Linked DNA regions of Mus musculus: regions 1 and 3 are each linked to region 2. The links are chromatin contacts, called in public HiChIP or PLAC-seq and promoter capture Hi-C maps. All regions are on one chromosome and are shown on one strand. Each heading gives the region's core, a stretch centred on a gene start, on an enhancer-like site or on the middle of the called end of the contact. The rest is flanking DNA. Distances are from core to core; before and after follow the strand shown. Region 1 overlaps Rad51b (RAD51 paralog B). Region 2 overlaps Actn1 (actinin, alpha 1). Region 3 overlaps Rad51b (RAD51 paralog B).

Region 1 (2,700 bases), core at 21-2,520, 580 kb before region 2:
GACAGTGTTTGCTGCTTTGGGGAAAGAACCTGAATCTTTTCTGATAAGTAAGAGAATTAAGCAGAAATTTTTGCCTAAATCTTTTGGGGTTATTGTTGTTGTGTTAGTGGATGAGAGCCTAAGAAGTTGTATAAGAGAAATGAATGACATTAAAGAGAGAAACAGACACACAAGACCAAGAAATAATCAAGTCTAGAACATCTTACTGACACACTATTGATAGCACACTCACAGTAAACATCATCGATGCCTTGATAGGGCAGAAAGATCTGGAAATAAAAACCCCAGCGATTCATCTGTTTAAACAAAAGAAAGGAGATAATGTGGAGAGGCAGTGAAATGGAGGCTGAGATGAGATGTGAGTATTGAAGACACACACATGAGAAAGCCACTAGGCCCTACCCCAGTGTAGCATTGCAGGTAAGAGAGAAACCGGAAAGCACACTTGCCCTGCTCAGACACACTATCTGCAGCACATTAAGCATCTAAAAGTTAATGATACCAGAATAGTATCTTCAAAAAAAACCAAAATCGTAAAACAGAAATTAAGGCCCCAGTAAAACATTTGGGAGAATTTGAATAGATGTAGCAGGGAACCAGAAAATAATTCAAAACTTCAACTGGAAAAGTGATTTTAAGTTGTGCCTGCTATGTAACAACTGGCAAAAAGAGAGAAGGGAAAGGGAGGGAGGAAGAGAGGGAGGGAGGAAAGGGAAGGGAAGGGAAGGGAAGGGAAGGGAAGGGAAGGGAAGGGAAGGGAAGGGAAGGGAAGGGAAGGGAAGGGAAGGGAAGAAGGGAAGGGAAGGGAAGGGAAGGGAAGGGAAGGGAAGGGAAGGGAAGGGAAGGTAAGGGAAGGGAAGGGAAGGGAAGGAAAAGAGAAGAAAAGCAAGATGGTGCTGTATTTCCTGAGTTGTGAAACCAACCTGTCCTGACAGAAGAAGAGAACCGCCCCACACAAACACACACACGTACACACACCCCGACTGATGGCCAAGCACAGTGTGTGTACGTCTAATTTCAACCTCACAGTTAAAAGTGAAGCCAGGGACTGAGAATACTATCCACTGAGAGAAAAAAAGCAGAGGGGATTTTCTGAGCCAGATCCAAAATCATAAGGCTCAGGGGGAATTACTTTGATTTTGTCAAGTCAGAGCACATAGCCAAAGGCAGCAGACATGGGATATTGTCAGAGGTAAATCACCCGGCTAGGCCTGCTCTGTCTTATTGCAAGGTCAGAGGAGCACGGCGAGCCGGCCAAATGTTTCCAACCATGGAAATCCCCTAACTTTCCAACTGCTACAGTCCCACAGCTCCGAGGCTTTACTCACAGCAGGGCTCTGTTCCAGCTTTCAAAGCTCTCCAAGTTGATTAATCATTTTCTTGTTCTGACTCATTCAGGCTTCTAGAAAAAAATAGCTAAAGGTACTAGATGGGCTGGGTGGATCAGGGAGGTCAGATAAATTGGCTTGATGTTAGTCTATACAAAAACCTAGAAGAAATCGCCAAAAGTCTTTCGGCCTACCATCCTCCAGTGCTATGTATGGTTTGGGGCCAAAGGCCATTGGCTCGTTCCATGTGTTTAAAGCAGAATATTTCTGTGTGCATTAGCAAACTTGGGTATGCGAGCATTCATTTCTTAATGTTAAGGTAAGTTATTATAGGCTAGTAACTTAGAATTAGGATTCCATTTGTATCTATGCAGATGGACTGTGGACCCATGTATAAGCCTCTAACACCGACAATGTCAAACACATATACAGTGTTTATTATTTATCAGGCACTGTGTGCTTTTACCAAGAGACAAGTTTACAGCACTGAAAGGTCAATTTTGATCATCTTAGCCAAGGCCATACATAATGATTATATTATTTGGTCTGGCTAATATTCCCCACCATGAAGCTTATATTTTAAAAAATAAATTGTTTTAGTTTATGATTATATTGAGTCATACTGGAATGTCTGCTTCTTTGCTTTTGTAACACATTAATCTCTGGGCTTATTCATTGAGTTCATAGACGCTTATTACGCACCTGAGTGTACTAGTCATCAGAGAGAAAATTGTAAATCCTAAGATGCCACCTCAGACCTGAGGACATACACTGTGCTAGTGCCTTTTAACTAAGCAAACAAAACACATGGAGAAACACAGAGCATGAAACAACTATTTCTGCAAAGAAAAGGAGACAGTAGAATTGGGAATTTATGAAAAATCTGAATTTTCCGAGTGTTAAGGTTGGAAGGAACAGCACCATCATAGGGAATGGTTTGTATGAATGCTGAAATGTTTGAAATGGCATAGCATGCTGGAAATAGAAAAATAATCGTAGAGTCATGGTGGGGAGCTGAGTGGGTTAAATTAAACGGAGATGGTGATGGGCCTTGGGTAGAATACTCAGAGTTGCAGAAGAGCTCATGGTAGTTTAAAAGAAAGACAACAACTTTATTGGATTATGTTTCAGAAAAAGAACTCTGAAGATAATGTGGAATAGGTCTAAAGGGGAGCAGAGGCCAGACAGAAAGCGTCTGTGTGTCCCCTGAGGGGTAGCAGCAGTGGGAAAGGAGAACAAGATCCAACACGGATTCAGAAAGTACAGAGGGGAGACTGCAGTGGGGAATTGAGAACAGACCATGATGTTTGGGTAATCCCTGGGTTAAGGATGCGGTGCCTAGGTGAAGCTAAATGCCATCAACAAAAAAATC
Region 2 (2,700 bases), core at 29-2,528:
CTCACCGAGACCATCCTGCCCTCGGAGGGCATGAAGGCAGGCCGGTTGCTGAGCCGCAGCTTGGTCTGCAGCGTGTTAAAGTTGATCTCCAGCTGGCACTTCTCCTGCACCTTGGGCGGCTTGTGCAGGCGTCTATAGTCTCGGAAGTCCTCCAGCTTCTGCTGCATGGCATGCATGGTGTTCTCAGGCACCCGATTCTCCAGCCATGGGATGGTGCGGCGGATCCACTCCAACAGCTACAGTGGCAAAACAGAGGAAAGGCACAGGGTAAGGATGCGCAAAGGCCAGCTTGCCTTTCTTCCACTCTCCCTTCCAATTACCTACAAAGACCTCACCATGGCTTGCAGCAAGGCTTCTGGGTGCTTCCTCCAAGTTGACCAGGATATGGTCAATTCAGAGCCCACACCCCTCATCTTCTCTGCCCTGATACGGGAAGAACCAAAGAACCACAGGATTCTCTAAGAGCAAGGAGACCTGAGCTTAAGTCTAGCCAGGCCTCAGTTTCTTCATCTACACCAAGCAGGGGTGTAATAGAATGGGAACCTCTGGCTCCAAAAGAAAGAGGCTGGCTTCTGGGACAGCCTATATTTCTAGCCTGGAGCCATGGTGAGGGAGAGGAAGAAGATCCAGGATGGATGACAGGAAGCATACGAACACCTGCATGATGCCAGGCATGACCCACAAAGTGACTCACAGGAATACTACATAGTCAAGTGCTACTATCACCCCCACACTATGGAGGAGGCGCCCAAGGCTCTGCCAGGTCACGCAGCCTGCTGTGGTGACTGGCTGAAGCAGTGAAGCAGGGATTAAAGCCAGGGCAACTGGCTCTCACTCAGCTGGAGGGCAAAGCCACCGAAAGGCCAGGGGAGCAGGTCAAAGGGCTGGATTCTGTCACGGAAGAAGCACCTTAGCCCAAATGGTAGCTGGTCAGCTGATCGACTGCTTCCCATCCTGTCCCCTGCTGGCCTGACTACTAAGTACTAAGTACTGCTAAGTACCAAGCCTGAGACAGTACTGAGCCCTCTCAGGCACATGTCTTCTAAGTACTTGGCATAGCCCTGTACTATGTAGTTCAGGCAAAACTTCCCAAGGGGCAGTTTACCAGACTGCAAATGCTTCTAAGATCCCAGGTCTCAACTCCCATTCAGTAAGTGAAAGAAAAAGCAAGAGCCAGAGAGGCGAAGGCATTTCCCAGGCCCACTGTAGCCCAGAGACCATCTTTCCTGTTTTCACTTCTGCTCTCCCAGAGGCCCAGAACCAAGCTGCCCTGTGTTAACTGTGATTGGATCATGCACTACACCAGCCTGGGACTGTGCCCACAGAATGACAATACAGGTACAGATCCTGGGAGCTTCACTCTCTCAGGGTGTCATACATGGCCTAGCTGGGGCCAAGGTAGAACAGAGGGGTACCCACATCACTGGCCAGCTTCTCATAGTCTTCCATAAGCTGCTCGTTCTCTTGATTGACCGCCAACACTTTGCAGATGCGATTGGCTGCTGTTTCTGCCTGGAAACGAGATAGAGAAAGTCATGACCAGCCTGCCCCAGCAGCAGGGGTACCTAGACACACCTGTGCCAACAACCCCTTCCACCCTGCTATCCTATGCGGTTGGAAAGAAGCCCCTGAGGCTCCAAGTCACATCCCCCCTCCCTCCACTGGCTTCTGCATCAGCACCTCTTTGCCAGCCCTGGACAAGGGTTGATTTTCATCACGCATGCTGGGAAGAAATGAATCAAGTAACTGAGGCATCCAAAATCTCAGGCCAGGGGGAAAAACGAAGAAACTCATGCCCAGCCTGGAATTCCAGGAGTCACAGGACTTGGGATTTTGAGCTGGATTTGATGGGATTTTGAAGATGTGAGTCTTCAAGTCTGAAAGCCTGAGGAGAAAGTGCTGGCTGATAGTGAAGTCTCTCAGTCAGGACTCCTGGCTCAAAGCCCTTTAGAGAAAAGCCAATGTTGTGGCAGTGCACAGAGGATAAGATGTAAGGCATAAACCAGCACTGGTGCCAAGCCTAGGAAACCCAGAGCAAATACTGATGACTCAACTAAGATCACACCGTGCACCAAGCACTGGGCCACGACAGACCAGAGATTGTCCTCAGCATAGAGAAGAACAAGGGATGGAAAGGTAACTAGCCACAAGGCCTAGCCCCATGAGACTCGGCCTCTGGAGGCTGGAAAAGATGCTCTGTATTCAACAGCAGCAGGGACCCTGTGCTCCAAATCCACTTCAATGAAGTGAATTTGGTTATTTTGTTTGGTTGGGTTTTTTTTTTGTTTTGTTTTGTTTTTTTTTTTTTTGAGATAGTGTCTTATCATATAGCCCTGGCTTTCCTGGAACTCAACTCTTGTAGACCTGGCTGGCCCCAAATTCACAGAGCTCTGCCTGCTTCTGCCTCTGTGCTGGGTGTAAAGGCATTCGCTACCATGCCTGGCCCACTTGAGTGGTTCTGAAGTTGAGTTGCTTCCTTATACATATGCCAACCGTACACTTTGATTTCAAAGCTCTTTCGGGACCACAAGGTAGAAAGGAGACAGTTTAGGTATAAGGGACAATGCCTATGAGCCTGTGAGAAGGTAGATTTGAACTCTGAGACCCTAGGACAGGTGACCTGGTGTAAGAGAAAAGGCTGAAAAACCCAAATTTGGTTGATGAACAAAAAGATCTTCTGTTATCACAAAATGAGACCGA
Region 3 (2,700 bases), core at 44-2,543, 830 kb before region 2:
GGCAGCTGCCTGGTGGGAAGATGGCTTCTACTGCCCCCGTTGTGTCTCGTCTTCTGGGGCTACTGGAGTGCAGCAGCTGTGTAGAAAGCAGCAACATTCACGTCAGCATGTTCTAGTCACTGAATGTGTGAGACCAGCGTCTGACAGTGTTGTTTGCTTGGTGAAGGTCACTTCTTGGTGATTGTGCTTTGGTGTGTCTGTCTCCAGCATGGTTATTTACACCTTCAAGACCTAATCTAGCCAGGCACTGTCAAAGCTTCATAGACAGATACCATCACTCTGTAGATTAGGGTTTCAACAGAGAATTTTGGGAGAGATGTAAAATTTTAGTCCACAGCAAATTATCAGATTAGAGATATTCCACCCACCCCCCATCTTCCTTTCTTATTGCTGGGAATTATCTCTAGGGTCCTGGCATGCCACTGAGTTACATTAATAGCTTTCTAGACAGAAAAAGTGCTAATTAAAAGAGTAGTTGGCAGGTTCATAGGCACGCATTTCATAGCCATGCCTTGTAACCTACACAGTGTGTGTGTGTGTGTGTGTGTGTGTGTGTGTGTATTCTTTTGCATTTATCAAATGTTTTATTTTTATTTTTTAAAGTCATGGTGTTTTGCTGGTTAAATATATTCCAACTTGAATCGTTTTAGAACTTTTGCTTATGTTAAGTTGCAGGAGAAAGCACTGGAGATGCTGGCTTAGCCAAACTATCATCTCTTACATTCCCACTTTATTCAGCCATTCACTTTTTTACTGTAACTTTCTTGAAGCCAAGTTACAGTCAAATGAAGGAAACATGTTAATAAAACCGTAAGTGTGAGGAGTGGAAAGAGATAGATTAAGAAAGAGAGAGTTGTCATCTGGGAAACACAACACCAGTGAGGTAGAGACCTTTCCCACGGTCTGTGTCCCGTGTCTGCCCCAGGTTTCCATTACTCCACTCAGACCCATTGTCCAGGTCAAAAGCGTTCTAGCTGGTCTGGCCCCCGACATTTAAGTATTCATTACCTCAGTCAGTGCATGCATATCTGTATTTAATGATGTTTGTGCTTGCTTACTTAGGGCTTTTAAACTCTTTGCCGTTTTAGAATTCAGGGTCATCAGTGTGTGTATGTGGGATAAACCCCCAACCAAACAGAAAACTATGATTTCCCCTTTCATCTGTGTCCCATGTTATACCAATGTTCCCTGAAAATAGCAACAGTTTTCTGGGAAAGGTCCCGACTGAGGCTGTTCTCACCCTTTACCCCGGCTCTCCAATTCATGTTTCCATCTTCCAGTGTGGTCATGTGCTTGCCCAAGCCTGGCTTGTGAACCGTGGAGGATATTCGTGGGGTTTTGTTTTTTAAGCCATACACTGTGCACATGATGCAGTATTTAATTTGGAACGAGCTCCAAGTTGAGTCACACGTGCTTCTTGTGGTGTTTATCTTGGAGTCCACATGTAGGAGGAAAGTATTTTTGCATTTTATACATCTGGACACTGTTCATGGTCTTTCTGTGACTTGGGAATTGTGTGTGGGGCAAAATCCAAGGAATAGTATTAAAATAACACGGAGTTATAATGAGGTCCGAGTGCAGCCCCTCAGGAGTACCCTTCTGATCCCCGCAGAGTTTGACTTTGGACGTGGTGAACTTTTTCAGCTGTGTGGTTCACTGGTGGCCTGAGTAGATTGGTGGACTATAAATTACCCGACACCCTCCCATGCAGTCCGTGTGCTGCTAGACATGAAGTCTAAACGTCTTTGGCAAATTTGGTTCTTTAAGGGGAGTGTTTTGACTTGATTTTGTATGGGGCAAGATAGGCAAACTGAGTTCTGCTCACGGCTGCCCTGCCTGCTAATCCACTGCACCTTATGAGACTTTTTAGGGTCTCTCATTGATCTTCTGCTCCTCCCTCAGTTCATGCATCCAGAACTACAGTGACCCCGAGACCATCTCAGGCTGTGTGTGAGGGTTGAGGGCGATGGAGGTGATGGTGGTGTCCGTCGTGTCTGCTGACTTTATCCTTTTTATGATCTCACACAGGAGGTTGTCATTTAAAACAGGGTAAATGTGATGTGGTTGCTCCAGTGCCAGGTTTTGGGTAGGGGTCTGCTAGAATAGGGCAGGTGAGAAGAGCGTATAGAATGTTGCTGCTCTGAGTGAGATTGCATACGGACAGTGGATAGGGTTGCTTCTTTGTCCCTCAGCCTGGTTTCCTTTAGTATCTGCATGAATTCTGTAATGCAGATGCAAGCTGGGAAGGCAGAGTAAAGCTTCAAATGGACTGGCCCTTGAATGAAAGAGGGCAATGTGTTGTCCATCATTTGGGTGGAAAGCTGTTTGGATCTTTACTTTCTATATAAGGGCTGTTTGCTTTTCCCTTCTTTCAATGTATTAAAGAGAAGAAAAATCTAATAAAGTAATTGGACCTACTGGTTATAATTCATACAGAATTTTCAAGTGTGTTTAATAGTGGTCTCTCATACAACTTTAAAGAAATGAATAATTGGAGAGGAAGGGTCACAGTTGTGTTGTAGTTTGGGACCCAGCAGAGTCCGAGGAGGTTTGAGTGATTGGGTGAACTGCTCATCTGGGAGCTGTTTCTTTTGGCTGCCTTTTGTGCCTCTCCTTGGGGACAGCCCTCCTTTACTCTTATAATGTATTTTGCAACTTTCAGTGAGAAAATAGCCATCAAAAATGAACCGTTAGTAAATA

The links. HiChIP or PLAC-seq counts read pairs in DNA pulled down with a chosen protein or histone mark. Capture Hi-C pulls out chosen DNA fragments and counts their contacts.
Region 1: a contact with region 2 is called in a promoter capture Hi-C map of liver. The contact joins two enhancer-like sites.
Region 3: an H3K27ac HiChIP or PLAC-seq map of hepatocytes shows a contact between it and region 2, with 9 times the contacts expected there. The contact joins two enhancer-like sites. A contact is called at or near these places in 1 of 39 promoter capture datasets (the C10 cell line), 1 of 15 datasets of contacts at CTCF or cohesin (large pre-B cells), 7 of 484 Hi-C or Micro-C datasets (B cells, the G1E-ER4 cell line, bone marrow-derived macrophages and 3 more), 2 of 115 datasets of contacts at active chromatin or transcription factors (hepatocytes and microglia) and 1 of 9 other capture datasets (adipose tissue).

The regions. Positions count from the first base shown.
Region 1 is chr12:79,599,206-79,601,905 of GRCm38.p6, forward strand. All of the region lies in intron 7 of Rad51b (RAD51 paralog B), which reads left to right. Among named protein-coding and RNA genes, the nearest start is that of Gm36048, 200 kb to the right of the region's middle. Within about 2 kb of position 1,271, at least 157 of the 459 cell types and tissues checked have an H3K27ac peak or open chromatin away from gene starts, as enhancers often do. A contact at or near this core is called in liver, where this site is marked.
Region 2 is chr12:80,183,388-80,186,087 of GRCm38.p6, forward strand. It overlaps Actn1 (actinin, alpha 1), which reads right to left. Exons shown (of 21, transcript NM_134156.3): 9 at 1,420-1,512; 10 at 6-236. Among named protein-coding and RNA genes, the nearest start is that of 2310015A10Rik, 52 kb to the left of the region's middle. Within about 2 kb of position 1,279, at least 9 of the 459 cell types and tissues checked have an H3K27ac peak or open chromatin away from gene starts, as enhancers often do. A contact at or near this core is called in hepatocytes and liver, where this site is marked.
Region 3 is chr12:79,353,463-79,356,162 of GRCm38.p6, forward strand. The region is part of intron 7 of Rad51b (RAD51 paralog B); the gene reads left to right. Among named protein-coding and RNA genes, the nearest start is that of Rad51b, 58 kb to the left of the region's middle. Within about 2 kb of position 1,294, at least 56 of the 459 cell types and tissues checked have an H3K27ac peak or open chromatin away from gene starts, as enhancers often do. A contact at or near this core is called in hepatocytes and liver, where this site is marked.